Regions from separate parts of the Astyanax mexicanus genome. Here region 1 is linked to region 2. Evidence: chromatin contacts called from public Hi-C data. All regions are on one chromosome and are shown on one strand. Each heading gives the region's core, a stretch centred on a gene start, on an enhancer-like site or on the middle of the called end of the contact. The rest is flanking DNA. Distances are from core to core; before and after follow the strand shown.

What was found. Hi-C and Micro-C count contacts between places; a contact is called where the count stands out from the background.
Region 1: a Hi-C map of muscle shows a contact between it and region 2, with 12 times the contacts expected there. The contact joins the promoter of LOC103025629 here to the enhancer-like site in region 2. A contact is called at or near these places in 2 of 3 Hi-C or Micro-C datasets (both in muscle).

The regions. Positions count from the first base shown.
Region 1 is chr6:28,551,702-28,556,512 of AstMex3_surface, reverse strand. It overlaps LOC103025629 (lysophosphatidylcholine acyltransferase 1), which reads left to right and starts at 1,852. Exons shown (of 14, transcript XM_007254532.4): 1 at 1,852-2,175. The coding sequence starts at 2,062.
Region 2 is chr6:28,508,686-28,513,783 of AstMex3_surface, reverse strand. It overlaps LOC103025629 (lysophosphatidylcholine acyltransferase 1), which reads left to right. Exons shown (of 14, transcript XM_007254532.4): 14 at 1,611-3,252. The coding sequence ends at 1,786. Among protein-coding and RNA genes, the nearest start is that of slc6a3, 19 kb to the right of the region's middle. Within about 2 kb of position 1,768, the one cell type or tissue checked has an H3K27ac peak away from gene starts, as active enhancers do.

The DNA of each region.
Region 1 (4,811 bases), core at 603-3,102, 43 kb before region 2:
GAACCCTTAATATACAGCCTATAGGGGGTCCATGTATCCTTAGCCTAGTTAGCCAATGAAAGCCACAATCTGTGCTCATACCGGCAAAAAAATATAAAACCCAGCATGTGTGACCCATTGGGGCCCCACACTCTTATCTATTTTATACCCATCATTAACCCACATGGGCCCATATGAGTATGTTGGCTGCAAGGGCTCCTACACAAACTCCATAAGTATGAAAAACTTTGTAAAACTGTGTAAAACTTTCCTATTAGGAAAGCCTGTTGCCGTTTTCCTCTACTTACAGTGAGCAGCATCATTTTTCTGATAGCCAGTTTGCAGGTTTATGTTTTTTCTTTAGCTTTATGTATAATTATATTCTTTAAAATGCAGTCGACAGATTTTTAATATGCAGCACACCTACAGATAAGGAACCTAACCTATGCAGCTCTATACATCCCCTCCTCCGTCCAAAAATATCATGCAGAAATTGCTCAGCTCCCATCGACACAATAAAGGAGATCAGTACTGAAGACAGAAATAGGCCTTCGCCCACTGCTTCAGATGAGCTGAAGTTTCTGGGCTAAGAAAGAAGGGTGGTTGGTTTGATCACTCCACATCATTAGATACAGACAGAACAGCTTACAGGGAAGCCTGTGGCTATAACAGATTATATGTATGCTTCTATTGGAGTGTAAGAATCTGCTTGAGGTATACAAGTCTGTTATGCTTATGCATTATGCAGCCTTTTTGATACACAGACATACGAGAAAATCATATGTAAAGAGATGTATCTGGGTATTAAATAAACCATTCCATCAAAGAAACCTTGACTATACATGACTGATTTCAGGTCCTAAATGAGGCCATAAAAAACACTAATGGTATGAACAGTAAACCACAGATAAACTAAAGTAATTTGACATGTTTTTGTTTCAAATTAACCACTCAGAACACTTTTATTGGTAATTTCATTTTACTGTTCAAAACCATGACATTTTCACATGAAATGAAGGACAAAGTAAATAAAAGAATAAAAGATATTTAATATTTTTTTCTGTTTTCAGAAATGGCAGATAAAAACTACTTTTCTGGTAGTTGAATTATAATACTATTACTAAACTACAAATAATAGCAGCTTCATCTTTCTTTCTCTATAAAGTGCTAATATTTGCTTGTTTTTGCATGCAAGTTGTGGTACACAATACATGAAACAGGCTGCAACATTCATATGAATATATTTTTTTGTAATACACAAGAGTTAAAACATCTCATAGTATAAACACAAAACAACACACATCCCTCCCACACATGCTCGGCGCATGCGTTCTTGAGACCCAGCGCGCATGCGCTTTTTAACCACTCACAGCGGCGCAGGCGTGGTTAGGCTGGCTGTGTCCGACTCCTGAAAGCTTCGGTTCATTAGAATCGATTCTTTTCAATGAATTAACCCGACTGACTCAAAAGCAACAATTTAAAAGTTTTTGGAAGCATATAAAGAGGAATGTTTGGGTTTGAATTTGGGAGTGACTGTTCCAGAAACCCAACAATCCTTCCTATTTTCACCCAACATATTTACTGCACAAAATATTGCCGTACATTAGCTAATATTTAGTTTTCATGATCCCACATGAACTGAAAGGGTTTTGGAGCATTGAATTTGCCATTTATTATCAGTGTATATATTGATTTATTGAAAAAATAATTCAAACTAATACAATAATAAAACAATAAATTAAATTAATACATTGCTTTGTTTTTGACTGATTCTTATAATTCATGTTGAGGAGATAACAACTTCACACATGTGCACATGTTTTGTGAATCAGTGAATCTGTTGTTCGGTCCTCAGTCAAATTCATTGAGAAGACCGTTCGGAAGAATCGGTTCAGTAAGCTGAATCGAGTTCTCCATCACTAGGAGCCGTTCCTGTAAGCCAGTCTTTTCGGGTGTCGTGCCTCGCTCTCTTTTTACTTGCCCCATCGGGACTCTATTGCCCCCTGCCCCGCTTCCACCACATGAGCCGCTCGGTCGCGAAAAACAGCGCCAGGTAAACCCACAGAGAGCCCCGTGGAGACGATGAGAGTGGCCGGCAGCAGACGGAGCTCGGCGGACGGGAGGAAGGAGCTGGCTCTCCCCGTCACCAACCCTTTCGTACACGACCTGAGGTTCACCCCATGGCAGAAGCTCCAGGTACGAACCATGCATTACTGCAGCCAGACCTCCATGCACATGTGCTGCTGCAGCTCGGCCTCGCTGCGTTTAGCCAACAGATCCATGTGTTGTGTTGGCTAACTAGCTTTAACTAACCTAACTAGAGTTAACGCTAACTTGGTGCAAACAATTAGCTAGTTGGCTAACGTAGCTAAATAGCAAACAAGCGTTATTTCAGAAAACAACAAAAGGCGTTTTTTAAAAGCTCAGCTTTTAAGTGCACATCTGTTTAGTTAACGTTAACTAGCTAACCTTGCTAGCTAGCTAGAGTTAACATAGCCACATGAGCCTTGAAGGGGCCACAACCATGTTTCTTAATGTGCTTTTTATGTAAGGAATATTTACATAAAAGTCCATGGTAGCTAAGCACTTCATTATTTAATAGTATAATGAAGCATAACGTCTGCTAGTAAGCTGAATTATTATAAGATGTTTTAGGTCTCGTGTATTATGAAAAATCATCTTAATATGAATGTTGCAGCCTGTTCATGTGTTGTGTACAACTTGCCTGCAGAAATAAGCAAATATCAGCACTATCAACCTAATACTTATTGCTTATCTATCTATCTATCTTATGACTTACTAACTTACCCTATACTGAACTGTTTCGCTGGCTGATGATAATAAAGTAACGTTATTTTATTGCTAAGCATCCGTTATTTATGTATGGCGATTAAGAATGTATAACAAGCACCACAGGCGTTAAATGCTTGTGGAGTTTTCTTTAATTGTTCTCCTATAATAACAAATATAGGTAACAGCTAACTGTTAGCTAGCTAGAGATCCCACTTCAGCCTTCATTACTGTTAATCTGTTATAGCTAAATGCGTGTTTCTTACCCCTGGTCATGGAAACACACCGCCCTGCATATTTTAGTGATTTTTGTACTTTAACACACCCTCTGTCAATAAGTCAACAATGGACTGTTAATCAGTTATTTGATTTGGATCAGGTAGCTAGTTAAGCCGTAGGTCTGAAGTAGGGAAAGCACTACAACGTGCAGGGTAACGTTAGTGTGCCTGGAGAAGCAGAGAGAAATAGCGTTAGCTAAATACTTGCTTTAGATGCAGTTTTGGACAATAAACTGTTGAATGAATGAAGGCCATTGCTGATTTCACATGTATATCAGTTTTTTTTTTTTTTTTACTAAATTTGCTATTTATTATCTGGGTTCCGAAATATCACACCGTTATTACCTCTAAACTAGGATAGTTAAGTGGTTAAAGCTAGCTAGCTTAGCTAGCTTCATATCTTTGCCAGCAACATCATTTATCATTTAGCTAACTAGCTTAGCTAGCGTTAGTTAGCCGACTAAAGCACCGGGGTGGCTAACAGTTAGCTAACGTAGCTAACACACTTTTCTTCTGTTTAAGGATAAACAATCTCAGATATTCCCTCAAATCAGTTATAGATTGTAGTTCTGCAATTTGTAAGTTTTAATTCATACCAGAAGTAGTAACGTTAATGTTTTGTTTATTTGCAGTTTTCCGACCCTCGCTAGCTAGCTTTGTTTTATCGAGGGCCTTTCATATGGACGTTGTAACGTTAGCTTGCTAGATAGATAAATAGATAGCTAGCTTAGCTTGCTAGCAGCCCTCACTTTATTGAGCCTGTGGGAAACTCTAAAGACTCTAGCTCTAACGGTTTATAGTCCGAGAACTTGACTTTCTTGACTAAATACACAAGTAGTGGAAATTCGTGTCTGGTAAATTATTTGTATAGCTGGCGGCGCTGTTACAGTGGTTAGGCAGGTCGGACAGGTTCCTAGTGTGTAGTGTGTGGGATTGAGAAGGCGGGGAGCAACCTGGTAGCTGCTATAGGAGTAACCAAGCACAGGAGTTTTACTGAGGATTTTGCTGAGGGTCTTGATAAAGTAGCTAGCTAACTAGTAGGGCTAGCTTTTATGAGCACAAAATTAGCACATATGGTTTTCAAAATGTGTTTAATAGAGTGGAATGGGAGTTATGTGTAAATGAAAAGTGTAAAAGTACTAGCTAAGTTTGTCTCAAGACAGACAGACTGGCAGACTTTGACAGCTAGGTTAGCTTAGCTAACTTGCTAGTTATCTAGTTTACTAGCTACTTTGCTGGGTTTTTGTAAAATTATAAATTACTTGAAGAGAATATTTATGATGTGGCCAAGCTGCTACATCATAAATTAACACTGGTTATCAACATAAGGTGAATTACAAGCTTCCACCAATCTATTTTCTATTTTATTATCTTGCTACCTTCACCACCAAAGACTAGCTCAAACCATCCAAAACCAGCTGGCTACCACCAAGGGCTGGTCCCAAGGATTTTTTTTTAGCATAGGAAAAGTGCACATCTTGAAAATACTCGTAATAGGGCAGGTCTGTTAGCTCAAAAGTAATTAAACGATACATACTCAATTACAGAGTTCAGGATCTTTAGTGAAATCATCAGTTTTTGGATAGAGAGGAAAAAACACTCCTTGGTTTGCATGTTGGGCAGCAACAGTTTAATCCCTCTTTGGTTCTGATTACGCAGATTAAAATGTCACTAACGCTATTTAGCTGACTAGACACATGTCCTCTGACTAGAGAGAGCATTAAAGTACTAATCTTGGCTCTGTGCTTATTATGTTCTGTTTTG
Region 2 (5,098 bases), core at 519-3,018:
TCCTAGTTTGTGTCTCACAATGACAAGAGCAAATTGCAAACAGATAACAAGCAATTACATTTTAAATCAAGTTTTTTCTCATTCTTTTTCTTCTTTCTTTGGGATGGTTTGACTTGAGCTACATGTTTTTGTATGTATAGTACCAGTCAAAAGCTTGGACACTTCCTCATTTAATGTTTTTAATTCTATTTTTTTTTTTCTTTTTTTTTACACGCATACATAAATGAATACTGAAATCACCCAGGCTATAATGGAACACATAAGGAATTGTGTAGTAATCTCAAAGTACTTTGTGAAGCATTAAGGTGCTCTTATCTGTGATGCTGTTAATTGTTAATGGTTTCTGAGGCTGGTAATTCTGTGTAACAGAGGTAACTTCTGGTCTTCCTTTCCTGGGGTGGTCCTAATGAGAGTCAGTCTCATCATAAAGTTTTTCATGGTATTTGCGACTGCACTTGTGTAAAGTTTCAAAGTGGTATTTTTCAAAGTGACTACCGTATTTTTCGCACTGTAAGGCGCACCAGATTATAAGGCGCACTATTAATAAACAACTATTTTCTGGTCTGTGTTTTTTTTTATATAAATATGCATAAGGCGCATAAGTGCATTTTATAAAAAAAACTAGTAACTAGTCATAGGAACAGGGGTGTAGTCATGGTTTCCTTCTAAAGTACAGGCTACAGTCTCACCTCTGAAGAGCAAAGGCGCTAGCTCTGTGGTTAGCAGGTAATGCTAATGCTGCTCAGGCAGTGCTATCCGGGGTTAGCAGCAGGCTACAGGTCGATAATACTCACCTCTGAGCGGCTAAATAGTTACCGCTCAGCACGGTTAGTGGCTAATGCTAATGCTGCTCAAGCAGTGCTATCCAGGGTTAGCAGCAGGCTACAGGCTGATAATACTCACTTATAGATGGCCAAAGAGCTAGCTAGCACTTCACGTGGTTAGCAGCTAATGCTAATACTGCTGGAGAACTAAATTGAATCTTCTGTATTACGCTGTAATTTAGCAGAGTGTCTTTACTGCTCCTTACAACCTGACTGCGAAAATTCACACATAAAGCGCAACAAATTAAAAGGTGCACTGACAATTTTTTGGAAAAAATTAAAGGATTTTAAGTGCGTCTTATAGTTGGAAAAATACGGTACCTTACTTGCAAGATTGCAATATTTTGTTGTTTGCAACATGCATTGCTTTTGGTAGAGAAGTCATAGAGGGAAAATTCATGCATACTCATTTTCTCTGTGATGCTGCAAGTCCTGAAATGTGAATATTGCACATACATTGCGTTGACTATGCTGAAATAATATGTTGTGCAGCCCTGGTTTAAACCATAGTGTGAATCACACCGCAACTTCTGATTTGCCATCACACCGTCCAACATGTTTTTTTTTTTTTTTGTGATTTTCTTATGATCCTGTATTTGCTTGTTTTACAATAAGTCGTTTTTAGTCATGTGATAACATGCAGGTAAGACTAAACATGTTTTATCCTGTAGTTCTGCAGTTCTTTGACCGTGTGAACACAAACACTGTGCATTGCTGTTTCTAACTGTCATTTTACTTCTCCCCTCTCTACTTCTCTTCTTATTCTCTTGCGCCTCCTTGTGGCAGAGATGTTCCGGAGCTTTGCAGAGCAGCGGCCGGACTTTGCTGAGGAGTTTCTGTATGCAGATAACGCAGGCTTCTGGGGCACCCCGACCTCCAGCGCCTCCAGCCCCGTCTCTAACGGCTTCTGCGCCGATTTCACCCCCAGCGAGCATCACGCCACTCACAAGAAACACGACTGAACATCCCGCCCCCCCCGGGCCTCTGATTGTGTGCTGTCCGGTTCTGGAGAAGAGACGGAGAGAAAGGAAGAGAGAGCATGGAGGTCACTGGACTGCCATTGTTCTAGAAAATACAAAGTTTACTCCTGTCAGTCAGGACATTTGTGTGGTTCTTTGGTAACCTTCACCTCTTCTCCTCTCTTTCTGTCTTGTCTTTATTCTCGTTCTCTGCCCCTTTTGTCTGCTTTTTTGTTCTGTTTCTGTTTGTAGTTTTTTGAAAAAGGGAAAACCATTCTGAGAGCCAAAAGATGGTGGGGGGAAATTTGCTTACTTGAAGGCCAAGCACTTAATTTTTTTATTTTATTATTATTATTTTTTTTTTCATTTGTTGAGGAGGAAACGGTTTCATAGGTTAAGGAAATTAAACCACAAAGTCGGTTCAGATGCGAAGCTCCTCTCTCTCGCTCCTTTTTTTTTTTTTGGGAGGGACTGTAGATGCCTTTCTTCTAAATCTCCTTTAGTAAGCATTGCATGGGCTTGATGCTTGTTAACAGTATTATTCCAGTATTTTGACTGAAGGCTCACAAAAGCACTGGTGACAAATATCTGGCTTCCATACACTAAGAAAGGAGGATCAGATTTGAGGTGCATTTTAGCCTAAATCAATATGCTGGTCTGAATTGAACTGAGCCAGTCAATTTTTTTATGATGATTTGTTATTATTTCTGAATTTAATTTGTTGTTTTCTCTTTGTTTCTTTAGTGTTTTTCTGTATTTGTTTGTTTAATTTCTGTTTTTATTTTTAAGCTCAGGGGGGTTGGTTAGTAGACTGAAGCTTGTGTCTTGTTGAGCACCATGTGTAAAGGTAGCGGTGGTGAGTGCATGTGATAGTTAATGGATCTCCACTACTTTGAGAAATGCAGATTCTTTTTGGCATTTGGCCAGGTCAGTTCCTCCCTGTGACCAGTACAGTCTCAGCTGTGTGTTGAGAATTCCAGACTAGCTGCAAGTGTAAAGGTCAGTTTAGACTTAAGACGGGGATTAAGCCTGGGTGTTCAATATATTTTCCTTACAGTGGAAAATCTCCAGTCAGAATGCTGTGTAGTCTAAGACTAGGCTTAATCCCTGGCCGTAAGGGTTTACTCCTCTCTTTACTACTCTTTTTGTTTCTTGATTTGATTTATATGTATTTTTTTTTTTTACCCCTAACAAAATCGACCATCAGATCAACAAGGACCAAAAGTCTTCTACTTGCATGTAATCTGTGGTACTTCTCTAGCATCCACCAAGATTCTGAAGAGTGGCAGGGTTGAATAGAGCGGTTCTTAGCTGACAGATCTCTGTATCTATATTGCGACATGTTAGCATTCCTGTATGTCTATATTTTGAGACTTAGCTCCAAGCTTAGCCTTGAGGCCGTCCCTGCTGGAACACAGCATCACATAAGTATGCCCTTTTTTTTTTTTTAATAAAGGAAACTGAGCGAGGTTCAGCGGGTCTGTTGCATCGCTCCTAAAGAAGCAGTTTGTTGTAATCCAGCGTTTCTCAGCCTTGGTCCTGAAGGCCCATTGCCCTGCACATTTTAGTGCTTTCCCTGCACCTAGGGACACTTACAATCAACGCAATCAAATACTATCAACTGAACAAAACACAGGACACAGGAATTCCAGTCAATATGTGGGAACACACACACACACACAGACAGTTTATAATTAATTATAACCTGCCTGTTTTCATGCTTTGCTTTGGGAGAAAACCACGTGGACACATTGACATTCACCCAGACTTGAACCCATGATCCCAGTGCTAAAAGGAGAATGTGCTAATTACTAAGGGAGCATCACAGTACATCTAAAAACTGATATCACAATACTGTACTCAATATAATACTCAATATACTGTACACATATATATATATCAGAAGACAGCTCTCTATAATAATTATTAATTAAGAGCATCTATGTTTCAATAAAAATACTAATATTTGACACCGTATATCGATACAATATAATCAAACCTATGCAGTAGGTCACAATTTCGATATATTGCCCCACCCCTAAACATTCCTACTTTAACTTATTAATGGACTGTTAATGAGATGCTTATCATCATGATGATGATGACTATTTGTATTTTCTTATTTGCTTATTTAGTGCCTTTATAGAACCCAGGGGCACTTACAATCAATGCTTTACACAATCACTCTATACCCACAACTCAACCAAAACACACAGCAGCCAGAACTGACCTTCAATAGAGCACAGCATGCTCTTAACCAGAAACAACCACACTGACACAGGGCCGAGTGGCAATCCATTTCTGGAGATTAAAATTTACCCAGACAGGGATTAGAACCCAAGTCCCCAGTGCTGACAGGAAGATGTACATACTATTCAACAAGCCACTATGGTACATTTTTGATCACTGTACTGTAAGTTAAATCAGGTGCAATGAGAGCATGGAAAACACTAAACATATGCAGGACTGGGCACCTCCAGTACCAGTGCTGAGGAACTCTGACACTCGGATTTAATCTATTTAATTTCCTCCTTATTCTCCTCACACTAAATGTAATCATTCAGCCAAGATTCAGACAACAAAATTCAGGATTCAGGACTTCAGGATGGCTACTGCTATTGTTTTAGCATTGTAATTAATGGTTTAGGCACACACTTTAAGTTACATAAGTACAGAAGCAAACTTGAAACATAAATATCTTTCCTATCTTTGGGATAAGGGGACATGTTTTTCTTTTTCTCTCTCTTTTTTTTTATTTTATATAAAAATACAGTTTTTCTAGTCTATGCCTACTAATCTGAATTGGACCTAACACACTTTCATCCTACACTGCCAATGTTTTTTTTTTTTCCCCTGGTAGAATGTGTGTCCCTTGCGATTCTGATCAAACAGCTGCTCATAAAACATAAGAGGAGCTGAACATTCACGAACAGCAGCTTTGCCACCTTTTCACATAAAATTCCCTGCCCACTGCCGCTAAGTAGCATGATTATTATTTGATGACTCCTTCATTAAACTTTGATTGGAAATGCTACTTATAGCTTCTGTAAGCTTTAAAACATGGCAGAGCTTTCCCCGTAACCTTAACCCGGAGCGGCCCACTATCGCTAGGATGTGAACGTTGACCTCGTTCTATCTCTTTGAATCAGTTTCTGCTTGAGCTTTTCCATTTTTCATTAACATCTGGCATTTTATCGTTGTGTTTTCTGTTGCGGAATTCGTTATGACTGAATTGCTACTGGTGCTAAACCAGTCAAGCTAACTTTGACAAAGGGATGTCAACTTTTAGGTAGATGTAGATGACGAATGAAAAAT